Regions from separate parts of the Gossypium hirsutum genome. Here region 2 is linked to region 1. The links are chromatin contacts, called in public Hi-C maps. All regions are on one chromosome and are shown on one strand. Each heading gives the region's core, a stretch centred on a gene start, on an enhancer-like site or on the middle of the called end of the contact. The rest is flanking DNA. Distances are from core to core; before and after follow the strand shown. Region 1 holds the start of LOC107913280 (formin-like protein 6). Region 2 has its middle 3.8 kb from the start of LOC107913282.

Region 1 (7,561 bases), core at 1,635-4,134:
CAAAGTGTAGCAGTGTAGTTTTCCCATCAGTTCCCTTTATATCAACAAGTTTCAAAAGGGTGTCAAGCTTAAAAGCTTTAGCATCACCACGGTTGGTGCCAACATTCATCCGGTTTCCTGTCCTAAGAACAGCTTCAAGGAGTTTGAGGAATAACCTGCTGTTCTTCAATTCGTCACTCGCTTCCTGCAAGTACATTACAGAGAAATGAACTCATAGGAGGTTTTAACAAAGAATTTTTCAGAATTTTTATGGTGAAAGCATTGAATCTCATGAATACTAATAATACCTCGAGGGTTTGAAAAGACTTCCTCAAATATTGTACTTCAGTATCAAAGTTGGCTCTATACAGCATGGTTTCAACTCTTTTGAAGGCAAAGGGGATATCAAGCACTGTCCTCAGAAATCTTTCTGCAGAGCCTAGTTTCGATACGTCCCCGCTGTACTCTCGAAGTTTTATTTCTTCCTCCTTTGTGGGAGCCATCTTTACCAAAGTCTCGAAAAGCTCAGCACCTAAGCTTTCCGGGTTACCTGTTTAAGCAAAACAAAATAACATGTGAAAGTGAAGTGAAGTTCAATATTTAAGTAGAAGATTATCGGCAAATTGAAGCCCATAATCAGCATCTCGAAGAAGCTTTTCATCATGTTTCTTGATCAATATATCTACATGTGCATCGTAATTAGTTATGAGTTATGCTTTACGGCTTATATGATCCTTTAGCTATGATAGCTTTAAGCATGAACAAGCGGCCAATTGCTGTGTTTTAAGAACAAATGATAGAAAATAGAAAAGAATGATAGTCATGACATACCATCCAAAAGAGCTTCTGACACTTCATCTCTTGTTACATTCAGTGCTCTCAACAGTATGGCAATGTTCTGTGACTTCTTTGGATCCAAAACTCTGTTTTCCTGTTTAACAGGAGGCAGAACTGATCTTCTAATAGGTTCTTTTGGTGGTGCTGCTGTAGTTGAATTGCAGCCAAATAGAGTCTCCATCATGTCCTCATTCAATCTGTAAACAAGCAAACAAAAAATAAATGAAAGTTTTCCCAGATTGTACTTGAAACGTAATCTACACTCATAAAATGTACAAGTTTTATAACTTACTGAAATGAGTTTGATTTTATCTGGTCCCACACTGTAGCTCTCTCCGAGGTTGCTCGTACTTTGTCCCAGTGCAAAGGCTTCAACTTGGGTTTTGCACTATCCATGTCATCCCCGTCTGTCTTCTCTGAAGAACTGACACCTTTGTAACCAACCACCTCTTCCATGGACTTTCTAGCCCCACTCACTGCACTGTTTTTGGGACTTGGGGTCCGAGATTCATGCTTGTTCAACAGTTGGGAAGGTTTTGGAGTCACATTGGTCTTCAAATTCCTTACTGACCTGGGTATTGACAGTTTTACGGCTGCTGGTGGCGGCATAGGGGGTGGTGGCGGTGGCGGAGGTGGAACAGGAACTTTTGTCCTTTGTGGGGATGAATTGTTGCTAATTGATCGAAGTAGCGCCATATTTGGAGGTGGAGGAGGGGAGGAGAATTTTGGCCTTTTTGCGTGGGTAAATTCCTGAGTCTCATGCGGCTCCGGTACTAGACCTTGTGGCTGTTGAAGGGGTAGCGATGGTGGCGACGGAGGATGTGGAGAAGGCGGCTGCTGCTGTTGCTGCTTTATTGAAGGTATAATAACATGCTTCATTTCCGGCGAAGAAGCTAAAATCCTTGTTTTGGGAGAAGTTCTTTTAGAACAAGGAACAGAATTTGTTTTCCCATTCATTTCATTCCTCGACTGAGTCACCAAATTGCCATTAACCCGACGCGAAACCGGAGTATAATAGCTTTCTTCATTGCTGATCGTTGAGCCCTGAGGGGTATAAAAAGCCGTCCCCTGAGACTCTTCATCTGAAGAAGACGAAGATGGAGATGGCATTGCCGTCGGTGAATTCTCAAGTCCTAGAGGTTTAGCCAATGGAGGCAATGGCTGCAATTCGGGGCTCGGCCTATATCGATCCGACCTCCTCACTGAATTCAACTTACCATAAGGCGAACCATTAGCTCCACCATTCACTTCACCCACCGATCTCCTGCTGGGCTCCACGGTTCCAATGTAAAGAAAGCTGGAGGGTGGAACCCTAGAGTCTTCTTGCGACCTATCGGAGTTCCCTCCAACAAGCCTCTTTCGCGTTTCCCCAGGGTGTTTAGCGACCCGGTGACGGTACAAAAAGAAAGCAAGCCCCGATAACATTCCCAAAGTGACAATCCCAACAGAGATGGCAATTGCAACCTTTTTAGCTGGTTTGGCAGGTTGGGTTGCAGTTGGGATTGACATCGAGCCATTAGTAGGCGCAGATGGTGCGGTAGGCTGTTGATTCTGATCTGCGGTCTGCCCTGGTCCTGAAGGAACTTCAGGGAAGAATGGCTGACTTGGGTCTGGATAAACAGGACTATCTGGAGCCGGCGGAGACGGTGACGGTAAAAAAGTGTCAGCGCCTGGAGGCGGAGATGAACCAACCGAAAACAACGGTTGGTGTAGAATTCTTCTATGAAAAATGATAAAATCTTGAATTACAGAAGAAGAAGATGACAAGAACAATGAAAGCAAGAAGAAAAAGAAGGTGAAATGTGGATGAGATCTCAATCTCATTGTGAAAATTTCAGGGTCGAAGATTCATCTCTGAAGGGGGGAAAGAAAGGACTTTGTTTCCCTAACTGTTGGACCCTTTAGCCAAAAATGCATAACACAGCAAACTAAAAGGAGGAAAATTATACTAAAAATATGACTACTGCTGTTTTAGACTGCGGGGGAAGCTTCTTTTTGCCGCTAGATTTGGATGCTACATGAGATCGTCTATAGCCGCATCTTTTCTTTTCTTTTTAATTAATTATTTGGACTGTATTGGAATGACACCTGCTATTTTAGAGGAATAGCAAATCAACTGTGGTAATCGGGGGCTGTTTTCCAGATAAATGGACGATTATGCCCCTATAAATGGTAGGAATTAAAGGACCACGTTTATGTCCTTTTCTGTCCGATTATTTTATGGAATTGTTTCTTCTTTTGTCGTGACCCAGATATATATGCCCACATATTTCATTAATTTATTATCTCTTTTTGCCCTCTTTACTGTGAATCGATAAAAATCACGGTTCAACTATGAACTGTCGACTGAAAAAATTGTTAACATGAGCCGAACCGGACAAATGCCCACCTAAATGTCTCAGTTTTCTACTGGTTTTTTACCTAAATAATATAAAAAAAATATCAAAACGGTATGTTGCAACAATTATGTACCAAAATAATACATTTAGATGGGTAGAGCATGGTGTATAGACAGCATCACCCTCATTCTGACACAATACAATTAAAAAATAATAATAATATTTTAGTAGTGGTGTCAAAGGGATATGCGGCACCACTTTTCCTTTCTGGTATATACGGGTACAAAAATATGAAGGGGGCGTGGTTCCTATTTGATAGATGGCACCAGCGACCCCTATCTGATAGGCGGCATTGGTTGTGCCTATCTGATAGGCGGCACTGGTGGTGTCTATTTGATAGGCGGCACACCCAATATATTCCCCCCCATTCCCTCATCCGGCTCGTATCAGTTTAAAAAAAAATAGCAGAACAAGAGAGGGAGAAGAGAAGAAAGAAAGAAAAGAGAAAAAAAATGTATTATTATTTTTATTGTTATTTTCAAATATAATATATTATGATAATAAAAAATTATTTTGTTAGTATTATATAGTTTGTTTAGTGTTATTTTCATGTTTTGTTTTAAAGTTATTTTGTTTATTGTGATTTGTTAGTAAGTTTTGTGTTTAGATTATTGAGAATGCTATGTTGTAAAATTTTTTAATATATTTGGAAGTTTAACTATTATAAAGTAATTGTTAGTTAGTGATAACAACAGAAAAGAATAGATAAATACTGAAAATATTTTTGTCATAGATATTGTTAGAAATGACAATAAATTTGAAATTGTTAGAAATTAACTCTTTTCATTCATTAAATTTTTTATGTAAGTATTTTTATGTTGTTCGAAATTGTTTTGAGAATTTTTGTTTATTTTTTAACAGATTGAGTATTGAAGATGGTTAATCTATTTTTCGTATGCGTTTATTTCGATGGAATCAACTTGACAACAACTGTTGGATGTATATTTAAATGTTGGCAACAAATAGCAATGAGATTTAATAAAAATGTCTCGTTCAATGATATGAAGGAAATGATTAGCACAAAAATTGTTAGACGTTGTAGGAGAAGGATCTCGAAACATTTCTACAAGTTTCCAGTTTCGACAGATCCTATCAAATTCACCGAAATGGAACTTGTATACAATGAAGACGTGCAGACAATAATCGCTCTTTATTGTGGTAATCGGAGTGACCAAAATGCACTGATTCACTTATTTCCTGAGTTAGCATATGGTGAAGAACATGGAGCTCAAGAACCGTGCATGGTGGCTCCAATATCATACATTGTTAGTGAATCGATAATACGCTGGATCGATATTGATCTTAATGTTGCAGCCAATATTGATGTGGTTGGTGATGATGGATACGATAGTAGTGATCCTTGTGATCAAGAGGTCGATAGTGATAGTGATTCCAATGTGGACGAGGTCCCCGATGATATTGACTACGAAGACATGAATGACAATGGAAACATTAACGCGTTTTCACTCGAGAACCAGATTCGACGTATTGTGATATACAATAATCCTGAACCACACATGTTGCTCATAAACCCCGAAGCAACGCACGTAACCGAGTTCCTAGAGTACCCTGAAATACTACCTGCTCATCGGCTGGCCGTAAATTCTGATTTTGAGGAGTTGTTCGTAGGCTAGAGATTCAAAAGTAAGGAAGAGTGCGTATTTGCTATTAAGCGGTATAGCATGAATATATCAGTGAACTACAAAGTCACAGTGTCTAAATCAACATATATATTAGGGAGTGTTGGAAGTCGGTGGAAGGTTGTAATTGGCGGGTACGATCTACATTTATTCAAAATTCGCAGATGTGGGAGAAACGAAAATTTGTTGGGCCTCACACATGCACATCAACACGTATGACAAAAGATCATCGAAAACTTGATTCCAAAACTATTTGCACGTGTATCATGCCAATGGTGAAGGACATACCGACCATTAAAATTTCGGTACTGATTGTCAAAATGCAGGCACGATTCCAGTATCGAGTATCATACCGAAAGGCATGGATAGCTAAACAGATGACAATGGAGCAATTGTACGGGGATTTCGATGCGTCGTATAATGAGTTATAAGGATGGATAACTGCTACAGCAATTGTTGAAAACACGATATCTTCCAATTTCATTTGCCTTCTCGACTAAATTCTATAGGTTGGCTACCTTGATACCAAGAATGGGTTAGCAACAAGTTAACCAGATAGAGGCGGGACACGTGTTTGTCGAAGATGTCAAGGATGTAATGGTTGTAAATCATCAGATGGTGAGGTCGATGAATGTAGAAGTATATTCACGACGTCTTGAAACGTTTCGAGTTACGGAGACCATCAGTCGTCGACTCGGTATACCACCTAGGTCCTATAGAGTTGATCTCTGAAACAGATGGTGCGATTGTAGGAGGTTCTAAACACTTCATTGTCCATGTACGAATGTCATGGCAACATGTGCTAAAGTCTCGCTCAATGTTGAACAATTTGTAAATGATGTATACACACTCGAGCGTACGTTGCATGTCTGGGAGAATGAGTTCCCCGTCCTACCTGACCTATCTACGTCAGAGGTGCCTCCGATGACTTTTGAGCTTGTCTCAGACAAAAGGGTTGCGTAGGAATCCGAAAGGCCGCCCGCAATCATCCAAAATTCATAATGAAATGGACATTAAGGAGAAATCCGACGGTAAGTGTTGTGGATTATGCAGATTAGCTGATCAAAATCAGAGCAAATTCCTGCAGCGAAACTACCATGTTAGACAATCGTCACGATCGGGTAGGAATTGAGCTTATGTACTCCAATCTACCTAATTAATATTACAAAATTTATTCCAACTTTTAATGTTGTAATGTATTTAATTTATATAATAAAATTTATATTACAAAGTTTGTTACAAGTTTTAGTGTTTTAATGTTGTAATGTTGCAATTAATCTAATTTATGACCACAAAGTTTGTTCCAAGTTTTGATGTTGTAATTAATATAATTAAATAAATACAAAGGTTGTTTTTTTTATTTATATTTTTTAGAATAAAAAAGTACAAATTTTGTAATATTTAAATTGTAAGAAACCCCTAAAATTGATGGTTTGATAGTGTGGTCCTAGGGTTATATTTCTGCGAGGGTATATGTTTACGTTGTGGGTGATTGCAGCGCTCAACATCCTCTTTAGTCGCAGGTAGGGGTGTGCGAAACATGGAAGAAAAATCATATGCCCTAAACGCCGTCGATGAACTTGAGCCGGAAGGAGTGTCATATTACGGTGGATACGACCCAGGAGGAGTGAAGTACTATAGTGGATACGGGCCGAGAGGAGTGCTATACTGCGGTGGATACGACCTAAAGATATCAAACCCAGAATGATATACGTGTCCTGATGAGCTCGGTAAATAGTCATTGACCCGCAACTCTAGATGATAAGAACTATTAGGCTAATGTGTATGCGATCGCTCGAGCTCGGGATCCGGCTGTAGCTAGAGCTCGGGCTTGGGCTCGGCCTCTATATTAGGCACTAGCTTGTATGCCCTAAGTCGATGCATGTGCGGGGGGACTATAGTCGACTGCCTACCAAGTAAATATGGTTTTCCCGTACTAAAGTACCATTGTATGTACTCTAACGATAGTTGCAAATCGGAAGAAATATCCATCTGAGGTCTTCACGTCATTCGATTATCCCATACTGCAATATATTATTGGTGCACAACCCCCCCAATTATTTCTATATTTTCCTCTCTTGTTGATCAAGTGAATCTTTTTCAACTGTATTGGCAGATCTGGGATATACTGGATGCAACCAAACTACCGGAGTACTCGATCCTCGTTATACCAATTGACTGTCTAAAAATTAATAATTGGTGCGTTAATGCACCACAGGTAAGAATGAACGTGGGCAGATGAGAGTATAACATCTGCAATTTTTGGTCTTCGATACGGCATCCAGATAAACTGTACGATTAATAACATGGTTAAAATTTAACACGGTTCGAGTAATATATACAAAGTAATTACATGTCACGAAAATTGGAATAGCTTACCCCTTTCCCGACATGTTGTTCAATCATCATATGATATATCGGGACAGTGTACGACCTCCCGATACCCGGATAAAAACTCCATCTAAAAAAAATACAAGTAAATATAGTATCGTTAGAATAGTACCATTATTAAAAAAGTCAATTAATAACAAGTTAAATTTTATTAGTTGTTCATTAGTGGAAATACGTATGGTTGGTGCCTAACCGATGCCAAGAATGACATCCGATAAAGAGCCCATGACTATAGCAATACAAGGCATCTGCCTATGTCTATGGTATCAGGATTTGTCGTCCAACAAATCTCACGATACAACATAGATAGAACTG
Region 2 (7,561 bases), core at 2,711-5,210, 130 kb before region 1:
TTAGTTTTTGGGGGAGATTGTAGTAAAGTTGTAAAATTTTGTATATATATTGTGGGTTAATTAGTCAGGCCGAAAAAATAACACAAAATTACTTTAAGTTCATATTATATATATTTTAGTTAAATGTCACTCCACGTCCTCAAAGTATGATTAGATGTTAAATTAATCACTGGATTTAAAGTATGAGTTAGGTACTTTTATCTTTATCTTGAGAGTTCTATAACAACTTAAATCTTACATGGGAGCATATTTAAGCTCTACCTATTGCATTAACAACTTAATCTAATGTATTAAAATAAAATGAAATAAATGACAGATTTAAATTGCTATTTAATATCAATTAAAATGTTTTTTAATTTAAAATATAAGAGATAATTCTTACTTCTTTTTATACAAGATAGTTCATAGTTGTAGTATTGGTAATGTTTTCATTTTTATTATTATTTTGGATTAAACCTACCGAAGGTATTTATGTTGTTGCAAAATTATTCCTTGTACTTTAATTTCAAACAATAAGTTATAATATTTAGGGATAAATTTTAAAACTATACATTAATTATAGTTTAATGTATATTTGTATACATAAATTTTAATTTTGTGTAAATTTATACATGAAATTTTAATTTGATTTAATTCTTGTAAATTATTAACACAATTATTGATATAACATCATTTTATGTTTATGTACTGCATACATAAATAATTATATTTATCTAATATAAAAATAAATTAATGTATTTATTTCTTTAAATGTGTATACTTAAATCAAAATTAAAAGTTTTAAGTATACATCTGAACCACAATTAGAGTTTCACGTATATAATTGCACCAAATCAAAATTCATATATAATTTTAAGATTTACCCCTAATTTTTATAATGATATAATAAGTTTAGTGTAATTTGATAACACCATCCAATTTTTTTTTTTTGAAAATAACAACATCGAAATTTATAGTTAATTACACTAAACACTTATAAAAAGAATTTATCTCCCAAACATTTATAGTTTATCAATTTGATAAAGTACATATTTTTTTAAAAAATCATTTAAAATTTAAAAAAACCCTAAAAACTTAAAACTTTTCAAAACAATGAAAAATTAAAAAAAAAGTGTTTTTACTAAGTTTTGTCTAAATTGTAAGTTATTCGTTCAATACATATTACATCAGGCATATTGTGACAAAAATTGTAATTGAGCAATTAAAATTTTAGAACAGATGTTAGATGATGATGTGATATTTCATGTGGTTGCCTATGTCACTATTTTATTTTATATGTCGCATTAACAATTTAAAATTAAAAAAAATAAAAAATCAGAAGTTATTCTATTTCCAATAAAAATATTAAAATTTATAATAAAACTATTTAAAATTAAAAAATCTAAAAATTCAAAAGATATAAAAAGTTGCATTAGAAAAATGAGCTTCACAAAGTCGGAGAGAGTGTAGCATGTGTATGATGAATATATTACTCATTGTTTCTCATTATTAAATTTTGAAAAAAACTTAAAAAAGATAAGTAATAGGGTTTATATATATATATATATATAATGCATCCAGATTTAAGTTGAATCGTCTCAAAGTTTGTATTATTATCAAAAAAAGTTTTTACTACTATTTTATATATTTCATAATTTATGTTTAAATAAAATTAAGGCAGTCCCAACTTCTCTATCACATTTTTTTTTGGGGGGGACAAAGAAATCTGCATTATTTTGGTAATAGCTGTAAACGAGTAAAAATAGTGGTAGCTCCATATACAAGTTAACAAAATTAATAGAATTACCTACCCTCCTCACACATGTCTCTTTAATTTATTTTTCTATAAATAAGGGTAAAGTCGACCACTCTTTTTTGGTTAAAATTTTATCATATATATTGTGTTTTATTAATTTATAGAAGAGGTTAAAAAAAATACAATAATTTAAGAGGATTAATAATAATTAAAATTTATGGAGGGATCCATACCCCGATATGAATCCTTTTAATATTTGATTCTTGTGGCATTAAAAATCTTGAATATATCAAGTTGATAGACAGGAAATTGCTTTTAAGACCATCTAAAACAAATTATGTGCAAGCAAAAGGTAGGAGAGAAGAATCCATCTTTAATTTTGCCCAAAAGAAAATAAAAATATACAAGATGTTTCTGGCTTATTACACATTTGGATTACTTTACCATAAATTCAATGCTATTTTAATTAGAATGTGAATTAAAGCCAATTCTTTTTAGGGCTCCTGCAATGCATGCAGTGATATAAATTAAGAAAAATGGATTTAGATTACAAAATCCCAAAAACTCAGATAATCATATTAATCACTTCTTAATGATCAGAGGGTCTGACAAAATAATATTAATTTTACCAAAAAAGATATACAGTGATCATTGTTGCATTAGAGAATATGTTCTTTCAATTTTTTTTGTCTGTTTTCTTTCATTTATATATTTCCAATAAACAGTATCAATTAATTGGTAGTATTTTTAATTAGTTTTTCACAAATTGTGATGCACATGCATGTTTCATTTGTTATCAACCTTGGAAATCATTAATATTATATAAATGTGTGTGTGAATTTGGGATATATGAACACAAGCTGTAAAGTTTTGTTATAGATATAAATCAAACCAAGCTAAAACTCCCTATTCAATATGGTCCAAAAATTATGAATATTAATGTTTTTCACCAACAAATAATGTAATCAATATGTACATATATAATTCTTCATTTATTTAGTTAGGAAAAAGGGGTCATATCTAACACAAGTAGCATGCTCTATATACTTTAATTTCTTGCTCTTTTCATTGTTTTGGTAACGAATTAGGTAAAAGTATCACAGAATCCTTGTATTAGGAGTTAGATTACATTTTATTTATTATTTAAAAAATGAGCAAAATGGTCCATATACATTAGATCAAAGAGTAAATTGATAATTTCTATTAAAAAACTTACCCATTTCTACTATTAAAAACTAGCATGACTAATAGAATACCCAAAAAGTTACATGTGATACCATGTGTACCTCATTTTGATGTACAGGTATCAATTCTTAATAGTAGAAATAGATGAAAATTTTATAGAAACAACGGTTTGCTATTTAAGCTAACGCATGTGAGCTAATTTATCTATTTTTTTAGTAGAAGAAGCAAAATGCAATCCAACTTCTAGTACAATGAATTCCATAATACTTTTACCCATGCAATTATATTTTGAGCTCAATAATTAGTGCACAATCTTTTATTTAGTATATATAAAACAAAACAAAATTCAAATGATAGTGTAAAGTATCCAAACATTTGATTAAATTATTAATGTAATTTATCTATTAAAAAGAAGAACAAGATGCAATCCTTTCCTGGAACAAAAAAAGGGGTTTCATAAGTCTATAAATAAGTGAAGAAATCATCGTGGAGAGGGAGGTTACATTAATTTGTAAAATAGAATGGAATGTGAAAGCTATGTTGTTATATATGTGTAAATATTATAGGTCCCATATGTTGGTTAAAATAAGGAAGATTTAGGGGTAAGCTAAAGCAAGAAAAAGAAAAGGGAATTTGATAAACACGGGTGATGATAATGGGAGGCCAGGGTGAGGAGCGTCTTCACGTGCCAAAGGCTGGACCATCCTCAGCCCACTCTGGTTTTTAATTTTATTAGTAGTATCATGGAAAGAAGACGCTCCCCTGCTTTAGCCTTTGGCCCTTTGCCAACTGCCAACCATCTCTTACTTATTTTCATAATTTCATATTATTAGTGTTGTTGTTGCTGCTGCCATGAATGAATATAGTTTTATAATATGTTTCTTTACAGTGTTTCAACCATCTCTTACTTATATCTTCGTAATTTAACTCCACTTTTATTTTTTTACAGTCGGCTTGATGTTTGGGTTCATCTATCTGGGTCAGCTCAATTGAGCCTGAATGGAAACCTCAACTAATCATCTAAGCCCAGAACCATGTGGCTCATTGTTCCAACGATCTATATGGCCCAGGCAGATGTAGTCATCTATGATAGTTGACTTTCTCTATGATTTACCAGTTCCAATTATCAACCCATTGCAGCAAGGGCCCTCTTTGTTTCTCCCTTTTGAAAATATCTTCTCACAGTACTCAGACACAAGCTTCAACCATCGTCAAGTACAAATCTTAATTCGATTAATATTGATATTGTTGTCAAAGTAGGAGAACATAAATTTGAGTGTGCTGAAGTAAATTTTTCCTCTTATTTACGAGTTGTAAATGATTATGAATAGTTTTAAGCATCGTATAAAAAAAAACAAGTTTGGAACCATATATAACTCTTCAATGTCAACCTCCAATTTATGTCGTGCAACTATTCAACATTGCCCATAATTTTGTAAACAATCATGCCTTGTATATCAAGGTTCAAGATCCAATCAAATTCATTCTCTTCTTCCATCCAATAATTTGATTGTTTCAAAAATTCTACAATAAAGAATTCTCTTTTTCTTTGGGTTTATAAATTTTGATATCGGATTTTACATCGAATCGAGATAAATTCATAATTTTTTTGCATATAATAAATTAATTTTGAAATTTTGGATACAATTATAAAATTTAAATTTTTAGTATTTTTATGAATTACGGACTTATTTAAATTTTTAGTTTAATTTCGAGGTCAAATTAAATTTCGACTTTGTTTTAAGGATTAAATTAAATTATTAATGTTTAATGGGAGACTAATCTTGTAATTAACCCTTAGTTAAGAAAAAAAAAGAAGGCGTGTGTTTTGTTTTATTATTTAGTTTAATTAGATTAAGATATTTATTAGAGCTTACTAATATTTTTGTGATATATTATTAAAATTATTGGGTAATTAGAAGTAGAAGTTCTTAAACCCTAATTTTTCTTTATTATTATTAATTTCTCTCTTTGCCGCAAAGCAAAAATACTCTTTCACTGTTGCTTGGTGTTGCTATGGCAACCAATATAACAATTTCTACTGCGGGGCTTTTGATTATTGCATTATGATCTTTTTGTTATTATTATTTGAATAAGTTGGTAGTTTTTAGGAATAATACTATCTTAGCTTCAACTAGAAAATTTCAAGGAGTAGGATCAAACTTTTATGTATTTAAGCTTTGCAATTGCTTTAATAAAATAGTGCACTCATTTTATCTCCATCCAAAAATCTATATGGTGTCAAAGCATCTAAAGCTTTCAAGAGATCCTATTTTTCCCCCCTCCTCCCTTTTTCCTTTTTGTCCCAGGCACAAATAGCAACCAATATCCCTCCTAGCTCCCTCTGGAAACAACACCTTGCGGATCCATCAAATAAAACAACCACAACCACTGTAATCCAATTTAATACGGTTCACCGACTTCCGATTAAACTATAAGGAAATCTAAATTTTGCCACTTGGAAGTCGCAATTTGTAATGTTTCTCAATGGTTATTATTTTATTGTTGGACAAAACACGTTAGCGAACAAAATATATAAATGTAAATAAATAATTATTTATATATAATAATAAATATAATAATTTATATTTAAATTGTCAAATATTTGAACCAATAAAAATCATAATAAAAAGTTGAAATCGAAAAGAAGAATAGAGATTTACTAAACGTTGAGGCCTGTTTAACACAGTTTCCTTAAAGACAGATTCGGCTGCTCCTACAATATTTGGAGAAACGTTGGTCGAATGTCTCCTAGGATACAACAACACAATGATGAAAGTCGTAGAACCTCTGCAGCGATCAACGAACAAATGTTGCCTTTTTCTATCACCGGAACATTGGAAAATATGGAGAGGAACAGAAGAATTTTGAGAGCAAAATAAATTCGATGTGAGAGAGTATGAATATAGAAAAAAAATCTACAGAATTCATAGCCTTTTATAGGCATTTAGTATGATGGAATTTTAGAAATTTCCACAAAATTTGCCATTAAAGGACCCAATAAATCAACTTGATTAAAATTAAATCAAATTGAATGGAATCAAATAAAATAAGATAAATGTCTTTTTATAACAGATTATGTATGTGTCTGCTGAGGAAAAAATAAAATATTCACAATAGGCCCAACCGGTCCGAACATTTCACGTTGCCCACGTCATACAGGTGCGGCCCAACCCTAACGGGTTTGGACCTATACCTTTCCTGCGCGCGAGGCAAGATTCCAAGCTTAGTAATTCAATCACTCTTTAAGAAGGTTCCCATATATATACACTTTTCACATTTGGTATTTAACTAATGTGGGATCTAAGCTTTTACTTTTTCTCAACAAATATTTCCAAGTAGCTTACTTTGAGAATCAATTTCTCATTCATCACTCAACCATTTTGAGCATATGATATACCGTTGTAAAGGTCTTATAGAATAGAATATGAAACCATAATTTTATGATTCAACTCTTCACCTTTACATATTGAGAATATGCCTCAAAGTTCCCATAAAATATAATTTTTCCAACACTTATGACTCACCTTAATGGCATCAAGCCGGCACCATCACCAACTACTCATCAAAATGACTGTGACATACCTAGCCCAGCATATGAAATTTGGTTTTGCCAAGACCAATTTATTCAACAGGTAATGATGGCACTGGTTGATCCAACCATCCACCCAACCGTTGTTGTTGCTTCCATTACCCAAGACGAATGAAACTTGCTTCATACCTCTTATATAAATAAGAGTTACACATGAATCTTTAGCCTGCGAGATCACCTTTAAAGTACAATAAAAGAATCTAGATCTGACGTGATCCTTGCTACGTATTGAAATTACGAGTCACGATTTTAAGTTCCTGATCATTCTTAACAGGTACTCTCTCGAGACTTGATGGAAATGCGAATAAAAATAAAAATAAAAATAAAAATAAAAGATAAAATTGGGATATAACTCACGAACTTAAAATGAACTAGAAACGAACCAACATTATAAAACAACGTGACCCGATTTCTATATGGTTGTTTAAAACATTAAAAGTTTAGAAAATGAAGAAGAACCTTGACTCGCTATCTATATAGAGATAGGAACCAAATGTATAGGGTTGACCGCCACACTCCGAAAAGAGATGAGAAGAGGAGTGACAAGATCGATTTTAGGTGAACGACACAAGAACGAATTCTTGATAAGTTCGTTTATATTAATCAAAATAGTCTAACCTTACAAAATACATGTCCGAAATATTTATAGGCCAAGGTATACAAATGGAAAATTTTGTCCTTTAATGTGAATTACATGAATTAATGGGACTTTAATCTTAAGTACATATTCCTTGCTGTCCATGCACTTGGAATTAATGGTGGAAGCTGCAAATTTAATGTGTTGGGATGAAATTCATGCATGCTTAAGGATGAAAAAATCTTCAAAGGTCTCATACTCCCCCTTAGTGGACGGTGGATTTTATGATGCATGGGGATGACAAAAAAACTTCTTCTAGAAAGCTTTCAAAGGTCTCATTCAGCTTCCAAATTGGACGGTGCAATTAAAGAAGTAATGCTTGGCCGAATGGTATCTTTTCATGCCCAAAATGAACATCTATATGTGTGTGAATGCACTTGATTCTCTTGTCAAAACCGAACAGTCCTTTAGT

What was found. Hi-C and Micro-C count contacts between places; a contact is called where the count stands out from the background.
Region 2: a Hi-C map of leaf shows a contact between it and region 1, with 2.0 times the contacts expected there. The contact joins the enhancer-like site here to the promoter of LOC107913280 in region 1. A contact is called at or near these places in 9 of 34 Hi-C or Micro-C datasets (anther, callus, fibers and 1 more).

The regions. Positions count from the first base shown.
Region 1 is chrD11:28,241,993-28,249,553 of Gossypium_hirsutum_v2.1, reverse strand. LOC107913280 (formin-like protein 6) reads right to left here and starts at 2,884. Exons shown (of 4, transcript XM_016841821.2): 1 at 1,109-2,884; 2 at 811-1,013; 3 at 288-529; 4 at 1-184. The coding sequence starts at 2,640.
Region 2 is chrD11:28,370,075-28,377,635 of Gossypium_hirsutum_v2.1, reverse strand. No RefSeq gene overlaps it. Among protein-coding and RNA genes, the nearest start is that of LOC107913282, 3.8 kb to the left of the region's middle. Within about 2 kb of position 3,960, at least 3 of the 9 cell types and tissues checked have an H3K27ac peak or open chromatin away from gene starts, as enhancers often do. A contact at or near this core is called in leaf, where this site is marked.